Regions from separate parts of the Mus musculus genome. Here region 2 is linked to region 1. The links are chromatin contacts, called in public HiChIP or PLAC-seq maps. All regions are on one chromosome and are shown on one strand. Each heading gives the region's core, a stretch centred on a gene start, on an enhancer-like site or on the middle of the called end of the contact. The rest is flanking DNA. Distances are from core to core; before and after follow the strand shown.

Evidence for each region. HiChIP or PLAC-seq counts read pairs in DNA pulled down with a chosen protein or histone mark.
Region 2: a contact with region 1 is called in an H3K4me3 HiChIP or PLAC-seq map of intestinal villus epithelium, with 5 read pairs. The contact joins the promoter of Themis3 here to the promoter of Rab12 in region 1. A contact is called at or near these places in 3 of 115 datasets of contacts at active chromatin or transcription factors (embryonic stem cells, intestinal villus epithelium and pancreatic cancer cells).

The regions. Positions count from the first base shown.
Region 1 is chr17:66,518,006-66,524,190 of GRCm38.p6, reverse strand. It overlaps Rab12 (RAB12, member RAS oncogene family), which reads left to right and starts at 4,521. Exons shown (of 6, transcript NM_024448.2): 1 at 4,521-4,843. The coding sequence starts at 4,621. It overlaps Gm41608 (a long non-coding RNA gene), which reads right to left. Exons shown (of 3, transcript XR_876914.3): 1 at 5,246-6,185; 2 at 480-876; 3 at 1-169.
Region 2 is chr17:66,590,933-66,597,925 of GRCm38.p6, reverse strand. It overlaps Themis3 (thymocyte selection associated family member 3), which reads left to right and starts at 3,279. Exons shown (of 4, transcript NM_028998.2): 1 at 3,279-3,479; 2 at 4,643-4,777. The coding sequence starts at 3,392.

The DNA.
Region 1 (6,185 bases), core at 3,272-5,771:
TCCTGGGCTCGATGTTTGAGCAAGCTGCACCTGAAGAGCATGACTTCACAGAGCAGGGTGGATAACTGAACAAAAGTCAAATTTCTGTTAGATATGAATAGGGTGGGCTCTTGAGAGGAGAAGCATCAGTGGTTATTGTAGCCACTCGCAGGGACTCTGGTGTGCTCTCCTAGGAAACAACAAAGCACTTATGTCATAATAAGAACAATGGAAGTGATGTGTACTACCACGAGTGTCTCGGGCCATGTGATGAGGTGCACTTAAATACAGCTCATCGAGAAAGCAGTGCCTCCTTGCCTATCTGCATCGGGTCTTCACTCTGCATCTATCAGTCAATCCAGGGCTGCCCAGTCCCCACTCTTCTTGTATTTCAGTGCTTTTAATACTCTTTGTATGGCTCTGATATAGAAAATTTCCCATGTCACATTTAGTTAAATAACACGTTATCAAAGGTTCTGATTTCAGAATGGAATACTTACAACATGAGTCATTACAGAAAGATTCAACTCACAGCCAACTTTGTAGTCATCATAGACACAACACATCCGCTGTAACCTGTCACTATTAGTGACTGTCGGGGACACTCCAGGGGAGAGACAGCTGGGTGTCCATTGATATGGGGCTTGGTTGCAAAAGAAGGATGGAGTCTGTACTTGCTCCAAGAGGGTGTGCCTGTTATTCACCCATGTTGTTTACATAATTGAAGCTTTCCTTTCAAGGTTCAGCGAGAGATGGCTTGAGAATCCCCGAAGAAGGGAGGGAAGCTGGAAAGCTGCTCCCACAGTGGATAGAGAGTACTCTGCAATACAGGCTTGCATGGTTTGACTTTCTCACCAGCACCTCAGCAAGGGAGCTCCAGGCCTCTAGTCATCTCGCCTAGATGGGAGATTGGAAGAGAAGGATGTCAATCAATATCAAAAACTGGAGTCAAATTGCCATTTGACCAAAGTGCTTATGTGAAATAAATAACTATCCAACAAAAATACAAGTGCAGCCAAGGAACAAATTCTTGGTTAGTTCTGCATGTGAGATGCCAATCCTCAATGAGTAGAGGTATGGAAGAAACAGCTAGCTGTGTCCAAGGTGGGCCCAACCCTGTTCAGAGACTCCTGGTGTGCTGCCAGAGAATGGCCTTGGTGGCAAGCCTACTTCCTCCGTGAAGAGAGAAAGACAAGACACCTAGATAAAAAGAATAAAGATGACTCATAGGGAATGGTGCCCGCAAAACACTTAGCTACCTCAAAACATAGAAAGCACAAAGCATAAAATGTTGGAAGCTGTCCTGGCTGGTTTTATGTATCAACTTGACACAAGCTGGAGTTATCACAGAGAAAGGAGCCTCCCTTGAGGAAATGCCTCCAGCTGTAAGGCATTTTCTCAATTAGTGATCAAGGGTGGGATGGCCCCTTGTGGGTGGTGCCTTCCCTGGGCTGGGAGTCCTGGGTTCTGTAAGAAAGCAAGCTATGCAAGACATGGGAAGCAAGCCAGTAAGTAACATCCCTCCATGGCTTCTGCATCAGCTCCTGCCTCCAGGATCCTGCCCTGTGTGAGTTCCTGTCCTGACTTGCTTTCCCTATTCCTAAATAGCAATGTGGAACTGTAAGCTGAATAAACCCTTTCCTCTCCAGCTTGCTTCTTGGTCATAATGTTTTGTTCAGGAATAGAAACCCTAAGACAGAAGCTGATCCAACTTAAGAAAAGAATATAACAATTCACCAATCTAAAAAGAAACAAAATAAAAAGAGAACTGCTACTGGTCCAACAAACCCTGTGTAGGTCAGCTTTCTGTTACTATAACAAAATACCTGAGACTATCAACTCACAGGAGGAAAGGCTTGGTTTAGTTCACAGTTTGGGGGCTTTCCTCCCTGACTAATCTGCCTCAAAGTTTTGGGCCTGTAGTGAGGTGCCCGTGATAGAGAAAATGACAAAAGGGGTGTGGATCCCAGCATCCTCGTTTGAAGGCATGCCCTTGACAACCTAACTGCCTTATCCGTTTCTCTTCTTTTCTTTTCTTGAAAGAGGGTATGTATGTAGCACAGGCTAGCCTTGAACTTACAGAGATTTATCAGCCTCTGCCTTCCAAGTGTTGTGATTAAAGATAGGCATCACCATGCCCAGCCAAGCTCTCACCTCTTAAATGTCCTCATCACCTCCCTATTACACCAAGCTAGGGACCAAGCCTTTAATCAACATGGGCCTTTGTGGGACATTTAAATCCTAAATTATAACACCATTTGAATATCAGAGGAAATATCAGAGGAAATGAATTCAACATGTCAAGAGCACATCTGTGCTGCTGTTCAGCCATTAAAATCTGAAATTCTATCCTTGGCATCACTGGGAACTGGGAATCATGTTCAATGAAATAAACCAGATACAGAAAGATAAGCGCCATACAATCTTACTCATACGTGGATTCCAAAATAACCTTCACCTCATAGAAGGGCATAGTATAGAGCTGGGACAGCAGAGCTGGGGGACAACAGAGGTTGATCAATGAGTACAAAGTCATATTAATAGTATGGCCAGAGCTGAAAGTCCCTGACATATCATTGCACAGTACATTGGTTATAGGTGGCAGTATACTATTCATTTCAAAAGCTAAAGTCAAGGACTTTCAGTGTTTTTACCATGAAGATAGAACAAATGTCCCATGATATATGTTTAATTATTTTAATTAGATCTGATTTAAATATTATTTAAATATTAATGGTGTATGCATCAAAATGGTACCGCCATGGTTCTCTGTTAGTATGCATAGCTATATCTGTCTATTAAAATAAATATATTTTAAAAGTATTCACCAAAGTACAAATGGTACAACCAGAGGGTCTTTTGATAATTCCCCACTTTGTGAAATACAAACCCTTGTTTTCCATGGTTGTGCTGTCTCCCGATCTCTCGGACCTCCCTAGAGTTTCTTCTTCAGCTTCTACCTTTTCTACAGGGGAGCCCCTGGGTTCTGTTCTCACTCTTCTGGATCAGGCTTTTTCCATGTGAGCTAAAGTACTATCAACTGGAGGCCCTTTGGCATGATGGGGGAATAATTGTAAGGCAGGATATGAGAGCACCCCTTTTATTACACAGTCTGGGGCTTAAGAACGAGCACAAAGTCAGCCACCTTTCTTTATATAGTTATCTGTGATGACTTTGTTCACATTCATTCATTCATTCGTCCCTGTAATACTGGCTTTCTGGTATGTGCCAAAGTGCTGAAGCATCCTGGAGTAACCTTGATAATTGGCTTAAAGACGCAAACAAGCATGGAACCCGAGTCCTGTGGATTTCTTTCCAAACTCCCCCATTTAAGACATCCACTATTCTGGTACATTATAGACCTGCCTATGGGGGAAGAGATACTATTTTGGATGCCAGGGTCTTTAACCTTACAAGTTATGCAGAGTCACCTGCCTACTAGGAACAGTTGAATACCTTGCATTTATATCATCCTTTGGAGTCTGCAACAGGGTGTATGGCTTATTGTTTTGTTGTTCTTTTGTATTGACGTTTTTGCAACAGTGATAGATGAAAAGAGTCTTTTCATTCATTCCCATGTGAGCCTCTAGGTTCCATCCCCAGTACCGCCAAGAAAAAAAGAACGATAATTTAGAATAGGCTATAACATTTTTAAAAATCCAATTGGGATTACTTTTGCAAAATAATGTGATTTCTTCAACTGTGCATCCATGGCAAAACAAACGCATGCGCTATGTATTAGTAAACTTAGCTCTAAATACGGCTGAAATTTGGTGAGTAATGTGATCATTCTTCGCAAGCATGCCAGCTCCTATCATGTTTAGAACCCTGTGTTCCGAGGTGCTCAAGTTCACGCAAAGGAATTTGCTAAATAAATCCCTGGCAAGCTTCTGTAGCCGTAAATACTTTCAAGTAGAAATGGCAAAATAACACACCCAAGTCAGTACCTAAACCTTCGGAGTTTAGGTCGCTTGTCATCTGAGTTTTTACCTGCTGGCTTCCCCTAAGGTGCATGTCACTCACTGAATTTTACGAACTGTAAGTCTGAGGAAGACTTTTAAGATCCATTTAAGATAGCTGATTCCTCGGGGCCCCACAGGAAAAGTGCACGCAGAGGTGCGGCCCTGCCAGGGTACGTGGGCTTCCTCCAAAGTGGCGTTCACACCCTAACCCCGCGTGGGCCAGACCGAGACCCCCAGCACCCAAACACCCTAAATTCTGGAAGATGATCACAGGCTATATGCACTTTGAGACACGTTTGGGACGGGCTGCTAAAAAGAAGTGTGTGGTTCTTGGGAACGGTGCACGATGAGGATAAACCACGAGTGAAAGTGCGCCGAGTGGGGAGGGCCGAGGGAACAGGGGTGACGGAGAGCGACCCACACATAACATACACCCCACGGAGCGGAGCGCACGGCTCGGTCCTCCGACCGACAGGGGGCGGGCTCCAGTCCCGCGTGGCGCCGCGCCTGCGCTTCCTGCCCCTCCCGGTCCGGGATGCTGCTACCGCTGCTGCGGAGAAGCTGCTTCCCTTCCTCTACTCCCGGCGGCGGCGGCGGCGGCGGTAGCGCGGAGCGGGTGGAGGGTGCGCGGGGGCCCGGGGCGCGCGGACGGCGGCCCGAGCGCGAGCCGTATGCGTGCATGGATCCCAGCGCCGCGCTGCACCGGCGGCCCGCGGGCGGCAGCCTGGGCGCGGTCTCCCCGGCGCTGTCGGGCGGCCAGGCCCGCCGGAGGAAGCAGCCCCCCAGGCCGGCCGACTTCAAGCTGCAGGTCATCATCATCGGCTCCCGCGGCGTGGGCAAGACCAGCCTGATGGAGCGCTTCACCGACGACACGTTCTGCGAGGCCTGCAAGTCCACCGTGGGTACGCCGGGCCTGTGGCGGGTGGGCCTGGGGGAGGTCGGGGCCCGGTCCCTGTCCCCATGGAAGCTCTGACCCTCTCCCAGGGCCTCAACGAATCATCCTACGGATGCCCGGGCATACCCGCCGTGGGCACATCTGGCATCCGAGCCGCGCACAGCCCAGGTCTCCGTGGAAGCCCGACCCTCTCTTGTGGCCAGACCGAGCTTTTCCGTGGCCTTTCCGCGGGTGTCGGACCCCCGAAGCCCAAACATTCCCTCCCGGAGCCTTCACCAGTCATGAGGTCCGGGTGATGCATCCGCGGAAACTCCCGGTCCGTTACTCCTGCTCACCCAGGAAAACGGCTTTGTGAACCGAAAGTAGAGCTGAAGGCCACCCACCAGTGCAGTGCCCCGGGGTTACTCACCATCTTAAATGGGTCCGGACCTCGCAGCTTTGCAGGCTGGAGGGATGGACCAAGGTTTGCTTTCTCATTTTCTGTCTATTTTCGTGGTTTACAGAAAAGAAGTTTGTTGCAGAGACAGTTCGCGCTAAAGCTACACTCGGGTTTCTTTCTTGTTCTGTGCACAAATGTAGGGCAAAGGGATTTCAGCTGTGTTTATCCTTGACCTCAAATAACCGGGTGGATAGGCGGGCAAAGTAAGGGCGATTTCCCGGCACCCACCCGAGGTCGGTGAATTACCGGGAAATCCATAGGTAACGCTCCTGTTACCTTCCTCGGGATCTGGGTTTGAAACTGCAAGGGAATGTTTTTAGTGACACTGGATTGACAGGGCTTGACATAGAGGTTTGTTGGGGTTATGGGAAACAGTTGTGACCATGGAAAAGCTACCTGGAAAACTCTCATTTGGGGTGGCTTATAGAAAAAGGGGGTGAGCAGGAGGGACTGGACAGAGTGACAAAAAATCTAGCGTTCTCCCTGAATCCTAGCCCCAAGGAGAGGAAGGTGGATCTCTGATTTCGAGGCCAGCCTGGTCTGTCTACACAGTGAGTTCCAGGACAGCCAGGGCTATGCAGAGAGACCCTGTCTCAAAACAAACAAAATCTCAGCTTGGAGGTTTGAAAAGCTAAACACTGGTGCACATATTTTCCGTTGTAACCATTGATGGTTCCCGTTTTGAGATGAGAATTCTGTAGAGAATTTCAGGGACTCTCTTTAGGTCGTAATTGGTAAGTTGCCGGGTAACAAAACTACCACGGTTCTAAGTACTTAGACCGGAAAATTAAACCTCCAGTTTTCACACTGACTTAAATTTCCTTTTTGATTATGCCCCTTCATGCCTTTTTTTTTTTTTTTTTAACAGACCATTTTGGAAATATTTATGCTCCTTCTACCCTGTTTGTTT
Region 2 (6,993 bases), core at 2,030-4,529, 75 kb before region 1:
TTTCCCATGGTTACATAGTGAACGAAGGCCCATCACCACTGAGGAAACAGAAAAATCACAGCCATGCCAGGCTGGTTCCTACCTCATTAGCATACTCCAAATCAGCAGTTCTCAAAGCTGGAGAGGAAGATGGGTACTCGGATATACAAGTCAAAGTTCCAACTATTAAAACTTTCTGCGGAGCAACTTGGCAACAGATAACAAAAGCCTCAGAAATATTAAAATCATTTAGCTCAGTAATTACTATAATTAACATTGGTAGGACTTGCTCCAAAAGAAGTGAGATGAATATATAAAGATCTCCCTTGCACATATAGAAGGAAATTTTTAAGTGGCCTATTGTCTAACATTAGTACCAAAAAAAAAAAGTTTATTAGTGGATAGTATTTAGGTATTTATAGAGCTTTAAAATTGCATCAATAGAGTACTTTTAAAGCCTAAAATAATATCTGTATAAACTGATTTCCATGACTGCTCCATGGCACAGTTGAGAAGAATGGCTTTTATTGTGGATATAAAGGAGAGAACATCCAGAGATATCTGACAGAGTCCAAAGCAGAGAGAGAAAGTAGACTGAACATGGCCAACAGAAACAGGAGGAGAGAGAGAGAGAGAGAGAGAGAGAGAGAGAGAGAGAGAGAGAGAGAGAGAGAGAGAGAGAACAAGGAAAAGGGAAAGTGTATAGCCAAAAGAGCAGGGTTATAAGAAGTGAGTAACTGTGGAGAGGAGAGCCTTTGAGTCTTGAGCTGCAGAAGTTTAGGGTAGAAGAGGTGAGAAGAGCTGAGAAGAGCCAGAATGCCAGCATGGACTTTGAAATGTGTAACAGGTACTCACTACTGAAGGAGCCTAGAGGCCAGTATCCACTTCAGTGTACTATAGACACCATCGAGAGCCACTTGTCCCTTCTGCCGATGATAAGGGAACTGGCTCCTCTTGATAGAAGAAACTGGCTTCCCAAGTTCCTGAGAACTGCTGACTTTTGTCTAAGTGTAAGAATCTGGGAAAATGGAGTTTCCCTTGGCCCTGATAACATCAAGTAAAAATAACTTTCTGAAGGATGCATACAAGGAGAGAGAGAAGAAACATTCCGAACTATCAGAGGCAGCCTCTCCCGGGAGGGGAGGTGTGGAAAACTGTACATCTCTTCTTCACAATGTTATTCTCACAGTAGATATTACTCTTCTGATCAAATAAGGAAGCCCAGGTGGGCTATGGTGGATGAAGGAGATTGGTCTACTAGAACCCAGTTCTGGCAGAGGGTGTTGACCAATGCTCAGCCCTAAGCAGCTGGGGTGTAGACAGCTCCTGGGGCTTGAACTGTGTCTCCCCTTAAATGCTCAAGTGCTCAAGGCTGTTGTTAGTCTTCTGGAGCAGTTACCCAGCGGCACCTCCCACATCTAATGCTTGACCCTATCAGCTGGAGAACTTGTTTAAATGAGGGCTCTGGTTCAAGGTGCTGGGGTGGAGCCTGCATCCTCAACACACTGGTAGATGTCAGAGATGCTGTCCATCCAAGGCCATACTGGACCCCACACCTAGAGAGTCGGGTTTGATAGGTTGGGAGGGGCTTGTTGTTGTGTGTCTCAGGTAATGTTGATGCTGATCTACAGACCTCACGACTGTAAGAGACTGGAACTCTTGCTGGACCTCACAGCCAGAGTTAACAATACACCCTGTAGTCAATTGAGACTGCTGTCCTACTGTGCGCTCAAACTATTTGTTTAGCCTGCTTTTAAGAGAACAATGTAACAACCAACCTTGCTTGCCTGGATTGCCCCTGCAATCAACTTTTACAACCCAAGCCAGTGCATAGCTGTAATCTTAAATCACAGTCTCTTCCACGCCCCTGACCTAAACCATGCATGTCTATCGTCACTGAGAGCAACACACACAGAAATTAAAAGCAATGTCTTAAAACCCACCCTGAAGGTTGATAGTGGCTGTTTATTGGTTGGTAAACAATGATGTCTGTTACCTGATGAGTAGGAAGCCACTGCAGCCAGTGGCTCAGCCTCTTGTAAAACTGTTAGAGATCTCTGTAAAGTATCTGATTCCTTCCCCCATGTGACACTCCCTGGGCTGTTCAATAAAGGCACAGCAAAACCCTTTGTGAGAGACAGACAGACCACTTACACATAGCTCATAAGATAGACAGATGCACAGATACAGGGACAAACAGATTCGCCAGACAGCCTTTAGGTAGTCACAGATTCAGTCAGACTCATACAACAGACAGACAGACGGACAGATGGACAGACAGGCAGACAGACAGAGGGAAGACACACATGGGAGAAAAGGATTCAAATGTAGACTCACTCTGCCTCCAAGGGGAAGTGCTTTGCTTTGCTTTGCTTTGCTTTGCTTTGCTTTGCTTTGCTTTGCTTTGCTTTGCTTTCCTTCCTCACTGAGACACATGTGCATTATTGGTGATGCAGAATTAGTCACTATATTCATATAATCCAGATAATACTGGTATCCCTTCTTGGAATTTAGTCTAGGCTCTGCCCCACAGTTACCTGGCAACACTGACTCACTATAAAAGAGTGAGTTCTGACTCACTATAAAAGGGGCTGCTTGCCCCCTGTTCTCTCTCTCTTGCTCTCTTCTCCTCTTGCTCTGGCTCCCTTACCCTCTTCCCCCTCTCTCCCCACTCCCCTCCCCCATCTCTCCACGTGCTTTATGACTGGCCTCTCCTCCTCCTCCTCCCCCTCCTCCTCCTCCTCCTCTTCTTCCTCTCTCTCTCTCTCTCTCTCTCTGCCTTTCTCTCTCTCTACTCCTTCAACTCCCCTTCCCATGCCCTAAATGAACTATTTTATATTATACCATCCTATGGCTGGTACCTTAGGGGAAAGGGATGCCTCAGCATGGGCCACAGAGTCACCCCCTTCCCCATACCATACTGTGCCTCCAGCACACATATATCCCTGGCTCCTTTCTTTTTATAAAGCACAACATCCCTTGTACCTTGTTCCTCAAAGAGTAGTTTAAGAACCAGCAGGTGTCATCTAGAGGCTCGACAGAAATGCAGGTGACTAGGCCCCACCTTCAGGATCAGAACCTGTGCTGACAGGACACTTGGATGATGTATAGGACACTGCTTGGGATTCTCTAATCTAGGAGAACCTCCCAACAAAACCTAGAGAGCCTTTTCAGGAAATCATCCAACCAAAAGAGTCAGGTGCCCTACCCTTCCCAGCCCTCAGTCATTGAACCAATGAACCTTCTTCCTGGCGAGTTAGTTACTTCCTCTTTTCCCCTGTGACACGTGGCTCACAGCCAGAGTCATGATCAGGTGGCTCATTACCTGGTCCAGAGAGACCTCTTTTGCCGTCCGTCCACTGCTCTGAGCACGGCTGACCATGTCCTGCAGGATAAAAACAATTCCAGTGCCATGGAGCAAACTTGGGACTCTTACATCAGTTCCTTAAATCAGAACTCTTTGCCCAGACAAGTGGAGGTGACCCAGGGAAGATATTCAGGTAGGAGGAAGGGGGATGGTATCTGAGGGGACCAGGAGAAACATACTCTGCCAAAATCCAAGGAAATGTGGTTGCAAGACTTCAGGAATGGGAGCTGGTGAAGGGAGTCCTGTACTATCTAGATCGTGTTGGGAGATGCTAGGCTAAGGAGAATCAGGCATTTTTCTACCAGAATCGTCTGCCTGTTAAAAAGAAAAGTAACAACTGCCCTTATTTCTTTTTAACATACCGTAACTTAAAAGGGGCAAAAAACCTCTTTCACAAGAAGATAGAGCATTGGAAAAAGAGAGAGAAAAATGTTCTGTTTATGGAAGGCATATAGTTACTTGCTAAAGTATTTTTCTTAGCCATGGGCAGTATGAAATATACGACTAGCAATGCTCCTTGCTACATAGTTGGCAGAGTTGGCAACATAGTTGGCATATTTCTGCTGTTTGAAGAGTTACTTGTTTATTTATTTGTTTATTTATTTATCTATCTATCTATTTATCTATTTATTTATTTATTTTAATTTGACAGAGGCTGGGAAAGAAAGGAGCTATTCACCAATATTGCCTAGGAAAAGGGAAAATGTTATTTTTTTTGAGCAGTGAATATTTTTCACTCTGCTGAGAAATTACAGCAATTTGACACATGAAGTCTAAGGCATAGATAAATGTGAGCTTGAAAAATTGTCTTTTGTTGGTTTGATGATAACAAAAAAAAAATCACGTCAATGCTCTAGGGGGCTTCCCATGGTTAATAAGGAGTCCTCCTGTGCACCAGAGGCCATCTAGCACTTACTCTGCATTTTGGGAACACCAAAAACATGGTTCACCGCTGGAAATGATCAAGGTGGCCATACTGCCCACCGGGCAAGACAAATCATGATGGCAACTTCTGGAAAAAGAATTAATTCAAATATTTTTAACTTTAAAGTAAATTACATATAGTGACATACTGAAGAGTCTACCTCCATAAAAGATGCTAAACTACTCAATTATTGATCTCAGTCACTTTTCTGTATTCATTAAGAGATCTCTGCTCGTCTCATGTCACATTTAACAAATTTTACTTAAATATTTACTTAAAGAGTTCGTTTACCTAGAGAAATACTAGATATGAATCTCTGGCTAGAACCTCAACCTTTGAGGTTCTTTCCCATGGCAACTATTGTCTTTCAGGGTCACTTGAAAACCTGTCATTCTCCAAAGGGGATATCATCACGGTGGTGGACCTGGAGCCAGTTTTCGTCAGAGCAGAACTGAAGGACGGTGATCAAGTTCTGGACGTGGTCACTATACCTCTTAGATATGAAGGTACAGGGTACAAAGTGCTTCCTTCTGGGTCTTGTGACTCTTCAGAGAACACATGGAAGGTCATTCTGGTGCTTGTTTGTCAGGTGTCAGAAAAGGAAGGCAGGTTGTCAGCTGGGAGTGGGGAAGCAGTAGGAAGTGGGAGTTTGCCAGCCATGGGCCAGCAGAGCCAACTGCACAGTCCTGTACCTGGAGCAGGGCTCTTCCTTACCTGAGCTCCTGCTATGTCCTCAACTCCATGCCTGTCAGAGATGAGTGCTGAGGAAATCCTGGCTTTTCTCTCTTGTACTGGATCTGGTTGTTAAACATTCCTACGAAAGAGTAAAAGCCAGTTTCGGAAACTGTGGGGAAGACCGCAAAGACACAGACATGATCAGTGTAGCTCAATCGTGGGACCGTTTTGTTTTGTTTTTGAGACAGGAAGAGGGATAAAGATATTTGTCTCATAATTTTTTTTTTTTTAAAGATTTATTTATTTATTTATTACATGTAAGTACACTGTAGCTGTCTTCAGACCCTCCAGAAGAGGGAGTCAGATCTCATTATGGATGGTTGTGAGCCACCATGTGGTTGCTGGGATTTGAACTTCGGACCTTTGGAAGAGCAGTCGGGTGCTCTTACCCACTGAGCCATCTCACCAGCCCCTTGTCTCATAATTTAAAGACAGTATATGAGATAAACAAACCACAGAATGAATGACTCTCGTATCTATGGTGGGGTCAGTTAGGAAACATGGAAGAGAGGGGAAGATGGTGAGCAGAAGGATGTAGAGCATCACACCCATGCAAGTGCAGAAAGAAGTAGACAAAACCTTTAGCAGGAATGGTCAGGATTTTAGGTCCAGGCAAACGGAGAGCTTCTGTGTGGGGCGTTAAAGTTCAGAGCACAGGTACAGTGACTGTCACATCCAACACTGAGAAGGGGTGACTCTGCTGGTGCTTTGGGGGTGCTAAGGCCCCTGTTGGACACTCTCTGACCTTGAAATCAGGGAGGATGCACAGTAGGTGCCAAGGCTGGTGTCAGAGCAGAAGGTGGTAACTTTTGAGCAAATGATCCAAAGGACATGTATGATGGCTTCTTTATCTGTCAAAATTGGAAGACAAGGCTAGAAAGAGGGCTCAGGGGTTAAGAGTACTGGCTGCTCTTAAGTCAGGCACTCCATTCCCAGGTCTCACACTGTGGCTCACAACCATCCGTAACTCCAGTTCCAGGCCTCTTCTGTCCTCCATAGACGCTACACAGCATGTTGTGCATAGACACACATGCAGGCAAAACACCCATACACATAAAATAACAAAACAAATCTTTCTAAAACATTTATCAAAAAAAAAAAAAAGTAGCATGCTTTGAAGGGGGTGGTTCTGATGCTAAGGTCTTATTCCCCAAATGGTTCTTCATTTGTCAGTAAAGGAAGTCGGGGGTGCGGGTGTGGTTAATTGCTGAGTGGAAGGTATAGGCAGGACTTATGGGTCCCAGGAGGAAAGGGCAGATCAAGGAAGGAGAGGGTGGTTTTGGTTTGGTTTGGTTTTTTTCTGCTATGCTTTGGAGGAAGAAGAACATAGCAACCATGTGAGGTCTCAGAGTGAGCTGGGGCCTGTGGGCTCTGCTACAGGCAGGTGGCCAAGGATGTTTGGTAGGGGCTAGGTGGGACTAGCCATCGAAGTTTAGGGCAACTGGAGAGACAGAGATAATACATTGGTAAGGACACGCTTTTCCAGGCAGAAGATATCAGCGCCCAGCAATTGTGCCTAGAAGGCAAGTTGTAAAGTAACAAACTCTGTGTGTGTGTGTGTGTGTGTGTGTGTGTGTGTGTGTGTGTGTGTGTGTGTGTGTTTTATCCTTGGATTCAAAGGTCTTGGGAGGGAGCAGGGTCACCTCCCTGAGCAAAGGCGGCTGGAACAAAAGGGAAGCCGGGAAGGACTAGGAAAGTGCCAGTCCCGGGCACTATACGCAACAATGCTTAAGCCATGAATGCAGCAGCATTCTACCTATGTGAAGGAAACTGTAGTGGCAGCAAGAGCCTGCCAGCGGCTTCTCCATTCTAACCATAGGCACAGGAGTTCCCATCTCAGAGTATAGACACATACTTTCCAGCTCTCCCAGAATACAAGTGGAGATGTTGAAGCATGAGTTTCCTGGAAAAAAGAAGGAACGAAAATATAAGTTTTGTTATTCTGGGTCTGGGCAAGCTTTTCTTGGATCTGGATTAACTTGGAAGG